Linked DNA regions of Mus musculus: all the other regions are linked to region 1. A link is a contact called in public promoter capture Hi-C data. All regions are on one chromosome and are shown on one strand. Each heading gives the region's core, a stretch centred on a gene start, on an enhancer-like site or on the middle of the called end of the contact. The rest is flanking DNA. Distances are from core to core; before and after follow the strand shown. Region 1 holds the start of Gdap1l1 (ganglioside-induced differentiation-associated protein 1-like 1). Region 2 overlaps Pkig (protein kinase inhibitor, gamma). Region 3 overlaps L3mbtl1 (L3MBTL1 histone methyl-lysine binding protein).

Region 1 (2,700 bases), core at 36-2,535:
TGGGGCAGATTCTGGCAGGCTGTGTCTTAGCCAGGATCATGAAGTGATTTCAAGGCACAGTGGGGTGTGAGTAGAGCCAGCCTGGAGTACTGTTGTGTCACCCCTTAAACAGCCCCTCCAGAAACTCTACTGAGGGGTTCAAGTTCCTGGTGGCTATTATTACCTCTATCACTATCCCATTTTTCAGGTTATAAAACTTAACCTGGACCAAAACACAAATCCAAGTCTTTGTTTTCCCAAGCATTTATCTTCAGCAATACTTGCCGGCCCCCATGTGTAAAATGAAGGCATGGGACAGGGCGGTGGGGAGCTGGGGTAGTCAGGTAACAAACAGCTATGCCTTAGAACGAGTTCTGGGCTCTGGCCATGGTGCTGAACCCACTGGCTACAGACAGGACTGCTACCCAGGCAGGGTGGGAGACTGAGTCCCTTAGAACCACCAGGTATTGGGCGCAGAGCCTAATCTCACTCCTACAAAGCGGAAACCCCGGTGACAGTACTAAGGTGTACTTTCAACTGCCCCTACCCTAGAAAGGAGGGGAGTGTTCTAAGTGGTCTAAGGAGCCAAAGCCGGTCTGTGCCTTTAAGAGCAAAACAAATCTGATGGGCAAGCCAGCTGCTCTGAGGGGATGGGTTAACTCCTTCCTTCTCAGCTCTTGAGAAAGGGTGACGGCGGGAGGAAAGACTTCCTAAGTCCCTGACTGAAGAAGACCCCTGCTAGAACGAGGGCCTCAGAGCTGTGGCCCGAGAGTGTCTGGAACAGTGGATGGGATGAAAGCTGGCCTAAAGTGAGGCTTCCTCTGCTCAGCCCCATCAGGCCGCTTGCCGGCAGGGCAGGTCTGTCCCCGGCCTTTGTCTCTCTGTTCAGGTGTCCCCAGGAGGAAACGAGGCCTAAGGAGATGCTCCTGGCATTGGGGCAGGGCTCTGCGGCCCCTCAGGACAGTTCCCTCCGGGGACCCCCGGTGCTACCTGCCTCTCTCTCCGGTCCCCTCCCAGTCGCCTGTCCGCACCCCGCGCCCGCTCTACCTTCTGCGAGCTGAAGGACTGGGTCCAGTGGTACAGAACCAGGCTCTCCTTGGGCCAATGGGCGGGGCTGGATGCCTCGGGCGCGTCGGGGGTCTCCACCGGCTTGGCTGCATCGCTCTCCAGTGCCGAGATGGGCCACCAGCTGCAGTTGGTGGGGGTCAGGTTGTTGGGGGTCGCCATGACAGCCCGCGATCCGAGGAAGGAGGAAGGAGGCGGCTCGGCAGCGGCTCGCTGGCGCCCAGCATCACATGGCCTCTTCGAGCCTGCCCCTCTTCCTCCTCCCCCTCCCCGCGATGTCATTACTCACTGGGTGCAGGAGGAGGGGCAAGGGGATCCCGGGGCTCTTTCCTCCTCCTCCCAGCTGGAGGTCCTCCCTGAGGGCCCTAGGGAGGGAAGGTTGCAGAAACCCGGGCCAAGCCCCCCAGAGCGCTCACAGTTGGTCAGTCACCTGCCAAAGACTTCACCATAATTACGCATTTGTGCCTCTCAATCTTGCGGAAACACTTCTTAGTTTAGATAAATGGCAGTATAGAGGTCTGTTAACCCTTTTTCACAAGTAGTGTCTGGAGATAGCTTTATTTGAAACTCCATTTTCTGATGTTCCCCTTCCTAAAGGGTTTCCAACAGCAGAAGGGGATGAATTGTAATTTGTTAACCACATCGGCACTTTCTCTCTGCCCAGGCACAGGCACTAAGGGCTTTCCAGCGGTCTACCCCTTTGGCCTGATTTACAGAGGAAGAAAGGGAGGCTCAGAGGAGAAGTGACCTTGCTCAAGGTCATAGAGCTGCTAACTGGTGGAGCTGAGATTCAAACTCAAGGCTGGCTTCATACAGGACGGGACTGGCTCGTGATTCAGCAGTCCTGCAAGCAGCAACTCAAGCTCTTTAAAGGAATCATGTGTCTTAGCTATGTAGACATGACTTTCCCAGGTGAGGAGGGGTACCATTGGTGGGATCCTAGGTGACACCATTACCCTAGGATATGTAGCCAGGTAGGAGTCTGTAGACAGCCCTTGTGCCTCTCCTGTAGGAGATTTTAAATGTTCTTTGGAACTTAGGTAAGGTTACCTAAGCATACCCATGCTTCCCCTGGAAAATATTTTATTAGATATTTATTTATTTGTATGTGTATGGGTGTTTTTGTCTGCATGAATATGTCTGGGTGCCAGATGCATGTCTAGTGCCCTCGGAGGCCAGAAGAGGTGTCAGATCCCCTGGAATTGGAGTTACAGTTGTTAGACACCATGTGGATTTGAACACCAGTCCTCTGGAAGAACAGCCAGTGTTCTTAATAGCTGAGCCACCTCTTCAGTCCCAGAATATGAATGTTATTAATGTCATAATTTACCTTTGAGAAGTGGACCCCGAGATAGTAGTTGAAAAATACAGTTGCTGGCCCCTAAAGAGTGGGAGAAGTTATAAGAAATATATCCTTGGGCAATGTCTGCAAACGTCACAGAATGTACTTATGTAGGCCAATTTTACTAAGAACCCCTGTCTCGTGAGCCCGTTTGTCGAACCCTGCTCTTATGAGTTAGTGTAACTGGGAGAGCAGGCCTCACTGTTTGCTGTTTCGGAGTCCTGGACACTTCACCTCACAGACAGTGTTGAAGACGTGGCTGGTCTTTTTTTTATTTTTATTTTTATTTTTATTTTTATTTTTATTTATTTATT
Region 2 (2,700 bases), core at 60-2,559, 280 kb before region 1:
AGTGGGTAAAGGTGCTTGCCACTAAGCCCCAGACACCATGTGCCTGACAGAATGAACTCCTGCACATTCTTTTATGACCTTCACACCTGCACTGTGTACCTTGTGTAAACACACACACACACATACAGCAAGATAAATGTGAAAACATGTAAGACCATGCATTCCATCTTGATTCAAAGTCCAGCTCCTGAGCAGCTTGCCCCACATGGGAGCACAGCAAGCCGGCATCGCTCCCACCTCACAGAGCTTAGAGTTCACTGCACACTGGGTCACTTAGCTCATGACTGCGTGTTCAGGGCTTCAAGGGCGCTAGAGGGATGGCCAGGACCCAAGATGGAAAGCAGCACATCAGCCAATAGGCAAGGATGTACGGAAAGAATCTGGGCATGGTAGCTTCCACCTGAAGCTCCAGCACTGAAGAGACTCAGGCAGGAGGACTGTTGTGAGCTCGAGGCCAGTCTGAGCTACACAGTTGAATAGTGAGCTCTGGGATAAAAGAATGAGACCATGTCTCAAGTAAAATTATAAAATGAAGAGAGGCAAAAATTATAAAAAGAAAAAAAAAGGCAGGAAGAAGGAATGGGGGTACAAGGAGGCCCTAAGGAAGGGAACAGGCGGGTACTGAGGCTCTGAGGAAGGAAGATGGGGTGGAGCAGAGCAGAAAGGACACACATGAGGGACAGTGGCAGGGAAGACACACCCTGGAGGGGTTTAGGTAAGACCATGAAGACAGCTGTGGATGGGTTAGGTTAGGCTTCTGGGGAGGTCAGAGGTGAGAACGCAACAGGGACCAAGCAGACACCTAGCTGGATCCTAGACACAACCTGGAAAACAAATATGTGGGCAGCTTCTGTCTGACAGGGAGTTTTGGTTTCTGACTTAAGTCAGGTGGTAAGAGGAGGTGTGGCTATTGAAATGGGACCCAGAGGGAAGCATTTGGGACGCCAGATGGATGGAAAGCAACCATTCAAGGGTTCATTAAGTCCCTGCTGGCTTCAAGCTCCCATGAGCCCTCCAATGGGATGGTGGGGAGGGCACATGGAAGAGGCTGGAGAGGGAACAAAGGCGTGAGACCAGGAATGTCCCTGTGGGGGACAATAGTCTAGAGTGAAGAGAACCATGATTCTAAGGAAGGAACTCGGTAATTATCCAGGGACCAGACCATACATTAGATTTCATAGCCAATTCTCTCAAGCAAAGACCCTGCCCCTCTTTGGGTTTCCAAATGAGGCAGAAGCAAAATTCTGTGTAAGGAAGTGCCCTCTGCACCCAGCAGATGGCGCTCCCTGCCTGTCTTTCTTAGTGTGTGGGGAGACCAGAGCGAACTCCTGGAGGTGGTTCCTTCTGCTGCTCACACTGCCTCCCCTTCCTCTGGGGAAACTGTTCAAAGCCTCGGCAGAGCCTGTTGCAATGGTGATGACACTCTACAATGATGAGACTGCAGCACAAAGAGTGGTGAGGACAGTCACCAGGCACTTGCTCACGTCCATCACTCTCAATGGCCCCACCCCGTAGATAAGCACTGTGTGTGTGTAACTTTATAACTTGACTTGGAAAGGTCTCAGGCCAGTCCATGTGCTTCCTAGGCTCAGATGTTTCCCCAGGTGACACCAGCTGCCCATGGGGTGGGTCAAACCCTGGGTAGCCCACACCATCTGCTGTAGCCTCTTTGCTCAGCTCTTTTCCATCGAGAACGTCAGTTCCATGAAAAGAGATTTGTGTCTGGATTGTCACTGCACCAGACTGAGAGGCCTGATCTTGGCAGCTGAGCCAAACCCACTCTGCTGCTTCCTTCCAAGATGCTGGGCTCGGCACCTGCTACAGAGGAGTGCGCTATAAATACACCTGGATCACACAGCTTTTCACCCGCCCACCTGCCCACCCACCCATCCTCTCCTCCATTCCCTATCTGTGGGATGACAGAGTGACCCCAGGGACTGCAGGGAAGGCTCTGACTGCCGGAGTGCTCCACCGTTGTTGCTCTCTCCAGGATCTGACACCAGAAGATGAATTACCTGCTAAGCCACCTGCTGGCCTCTCACTAGGACAGACTCCCTAGGGCTTTAAACTTGCTCTTGCTATGTCTGACCTTTGAGCCACCCTGGCAGAAAGCTGATGCTGTTGGCACTGCCAAGTCCCAAACCCAATCCTGGAAAGCACCCATCTTCATTCATCCTTAGGGACCATGGCTCCAAACACAGCTCTGGGGAGTTTCCAGCTCAACACACAAACACTCAAATTTACTGTCTTCCATGACTGTATTCTTCACACTATGGTAGCCTAGGCCTAGAATTACAGCTACTTGATGCCAAGGGAGGATGACCTTGGGTCCGGCTAGCCTGAGGTACATAGCAAGATGCCATCCCAACAGACAGACAGACAAGCATGAGAAAATGTTCATTTATGCTGGAAGTGAAATAAAATCATATAGTCATATATGAGTAACTTTTTTGTTTGTTTGTTTGTTTGTTTGTTTGTTTTTCAAAACTTCTTCTCTGTGTAGCCCTGGCTGTCCTGGAACTCACTCTGTAGACCAGGCTGGCCTCAAACTTAGAGATCCACCTGCCTCTGCCTCCCAGGTGCTGGGATTAAAGGTATGAGCTACTACAGTCTGGCTTTCCTCAAACTCAGGATCCTCCTGCCTCCACATCCTCCAACAAATCCTACCAGTGTGCACCAGGCCACCAGAGCCAGCAAGAT
Region 3 (2,700 bases), core at 65-2,564, 460 kb after region 1:
GTTCAGGAAGGTGGTGCCTGGGCTCTCAATCTCTGCCTAGAGGCAAAAGGGAGAAGACAGCCAGAGGCTCCTAGTAAGATGCTCCCATATTTCTGAGTCTTAAGCATCTATGGGGGAAGAGAGCCATGGGGCCTGGCTGGACCATGAACGGGGAGCAAGGGTATACAGCCAACAGCGGACAGGGAGGGAGGCGCCTATCATGTGTAAAATGTGCACACCAAGGTCATGGCCAGTTCTTCGTAGGAGGAGATGGGCCAAGGAGGAGAAAGGACATAGAGATGCCAAAAAGCGACATAGGTCTGAATAGAGGATGCCTACCCTACCTAGCTCCTCCTAATTCCTAAGACAATAACCAAGGTGGCTAAAGCTGTAGGCTACCCCAGCCAGGATACCTGCGGCCCTTATATCAGTCAGGTCTCGGTTTAGTCACACCTTCCCCGGGGCAACTGAACTCTAGGACCGAGGGCTGAGACCTGCTTCCCCAGGCTCCTCTGCTCCCGCACATCTAGTCAGACAGTGAGGGCAGGGGTGCAGAACTCAAGTTGGGAGAGAAGCACCATTTGCAGAGGGAGCCCCGCGAGGATGGGAGGAGCCCCCACTTCCCCGCCCCCAACCAGTCACTTAAAGGCATCGTCAGTGTTTTTGAACATGAGAATGGCGTTATAGATCTTCAAGGCTGGGCCTAGCTTGACACTCATGATCTTCACAATGTCCGCCTGTGTCAGCAAAAGGAAGGCCTCGCCGTCAATCATCTGAGGGGGTGGGAGAGTGAGAAGGAGATGGGGGGGGAAGGTATGGGGGGGGGAGGTCAGGTGTGGTGGTGGGGGTGAGGTGAAAGGAAGGTAGGGGCAGATATGGTGGGAAGTAGGGGGAGGGGAGAAAGGGCATGTGGTGGGTAGGGAAGGGAGGGAGGGCAAAAAGAAAAGACAAGGGAGGGAAAAAGGAGAGAAGGAAGACAACAATGGGGGCGGAGAAGGAACGCAAGAAGCCTGGTCCCCCGCACCACACACATTCAGCTTTTCTTTGTCTTTCTGCTGACTGCTCTGTGTCAGACATGTACACTGGAAAAGCGTCTTTGGAGCCCTTACAGACAGTAGCTTCGAGAAAACAGTTGCTGCTGACACAGTTGTGGGGCTTGCTACCAAACGACAACTCGGAGCTTCTTGTTTGAAAGTTTGCAAGAATTTCAAAATAGTGGCAGCAGAGCACCAAGCCAGCTGCCAGGTCCTTCTAAGCACAGGGCCCCAGGATATTGTTGCACAGACTGCACGCTCGCCCGTCTCAGGAGCAATCCTGGCTCCTGGTCTGAGCGGCTTCACTCATTAGTCATCAGCTTTAAAAACACTGCCTGGACTCACTTTGTAACCGGGGCAACAGCTTCCATATCTACGCGTGGGATCTAGCATTTGTGAACCGCCCGAAGCCAAAAGAGAGCAAAGACAAACAAAAACAAAGACAACAGAAACCCCACAGCTGCCTGTGGGGACCCACCTGTCAAGCTCAGGGCGACTAACAGCAAGCTGGGGATTTTGAGGGCTATCGCATGGGGTTCACTGTAACCTCTGACCTATTCCTGCCCCCCAAATCAGAGAGATGGAGAACACTCCAATGTAAACAAGCTTTTGGATCTGATTTTTAGTTGTAAGCCTTCTTCTATTAAAGTTATTTACTTTGTGTATGTACGGATGTGAGTGTTGGTGTTGAATGTGTGCACATTACTACACGTGTGTGGAGGCCAGAGGGCAATTTCCAGGAGTCAGCGCTCTCCTTCCATCATGGGAGTTTTAGGGATCAAACTCAGGTCTTCAAGCTTGGTGTCAGGCACCTTTACCAGCTTATTAGCCAACTTGCTGGTCCTGACTCCGAGACTTTTTAAAAAAATATATATCACAAGGAAAAAAAAAGAGAGTGAGAGACAAGATAAGAGAATACTCTCATAGCATTGAAAATGTAAACGAGGAAAATACCTAATAAAAAAAAGAGAATACTCTCCTAGAACAGGAGATATTGAAGGGCTACAAAACACCTGAAATAATTTATATGGGCCTTATTTGGCTCAAGAACGATTTTTTAAAAAACGTTCTGAGGTGACAAGAAATGTGGGGAAGGGCAGGGCTTGGTCGGTAGGTCAGAGAAGCTAGTACTGATTGCTTGCTTTCGCAATAACAGCGTTGTTTTAAAAAGTCACGAGTCACAGTGGTCAGAGGTGAAAGACCGTGAGGTCTGCAATTTACTTCCAGCTGCCTCATCCCCAGACAGATGGAGCCAGTGTGTGAAAGGCTGAGAAGTGTGTATTCCAGTCCCCAAAGCCAGCTATGGGGAGGGAGAAGGGGGGAGAAGGCAGGGCAAGGGGTTTGTGAGGCATGGGACTGAGAGGGAAACCTTTAAATGTCCATGGACAGGAGAGCTGCCCCCTGAGCATCAAGTGGAGAAAAACTCTGAGTGTATGCAGCACGTCACAGCACTACAGGGAACGAAGAGAGACCCACAGAGCACCGCTGTCTGATCCCGCGCACACAGTTCAAGAACAGGCAAAGCCAATCTATAAATCCACAGTGCTAAAAAAAATATGACGATCTACAGTGGTTATGTTTTGGGGTGAGGCCCGACCAGAAGAGGCTGAGGCAGAACTTTCTGGTATGATGGGGATATTCTGTCTTGATGGAAGTGGACTCAAGTCCACGTGTTTCATAAAATGGT

Evidence for each region. Promoter capture Hi-C pulls out the DNA fragments that hold promoters and counts their contacts.
Region 2: a promoter capture Hi-C map of liver shows a contact between it and region 1, with 2.9 times the contacts expected there. The contact joins the enhancer-like site here to the promoter of Gdap1l1 in region 1. A contact is called at or near these places in 7 of 39 promoter capture datasets (the 3T3-L1 cell line, the C10 cell line, embryonic stem cells and 3 more) and 4 of 484 Hi-C or Micro-C datasets (the G1E-ER4 cell line, extraembryonic endoderm stem cells, large pre-B cells and 1 more).
Region 3: a contact with region 1 is called in a promoter capture Hi-C map of hippocampal neurons, with 2.4 times the contacts expected there. The contact joins the enhancer-like site here to the promoter of Gdap1l1 in region 1. A contact is called at or near these places in 5 of 39 promoter capture datasets (the C10 cell line, cranial neural crest, hippocampal neurons and 2 more) and 2 of 115 datasets of contacts at active chromatin or transcription factors (embryonic basal ganglia and forebrain).

Annotation. Positions count from the first base shown.
Region 1 is chr2:163,437,052-163,439,751 of GRCm38.p6, reverse strand. Gdap1l1 (ganglioside-induced differentiation-associated protein 1-like 1) reads right to left here and starts at 1,285. Exons shown (of 6, transcript NM_144891.2): 1 at 1,027-1,285. The coding sequence starts at 1,206.
Region 2 is chr2:163,718,095-163,720,794 of GRCm38.p6, reverse strand. The region is part of intron 2 of Pkig (protein kinase inhibitor, gamma); the gene reads right to left. Among named protein-coding and RNA genes, the nearest start is that of Gm16316, 27 kb to the right of the region's middle. Within about 2 kb of position 1,309, at least 88 of the 459 cell types and tissues checked have an H3K27ac peak or open chromatin away from gene starts, as enhancers often do. A contact at or near this core is called in the G1E-ER4 cell line, hippocampal neurons, liver and 1 more, where this site is marked.
Region 3 is chr2:162,972,440-162,975,139 of GRCm38.p6, reverse strand. L3mbtl1 (L3MBTL1 histone methyl-lysine binding protein) reads right to left here. Exons shown (of 23, transcript NM_001081338.2): 23 at 1-752. The coding sequence ends at 618. Among named protein-coding and RNA genes, the nearest start is that of Sgk2, 14 kb to the left of the region's middle. Within about 2 kb of position 1,314, at least 84 of the 459 cell types and tissues checked have an H3K27ac peak or open chromatin away from gene starts, as enhancers often do. A contact at or near this core is called in hippocampal neurons, liver and neural stem cells, where this site is marked.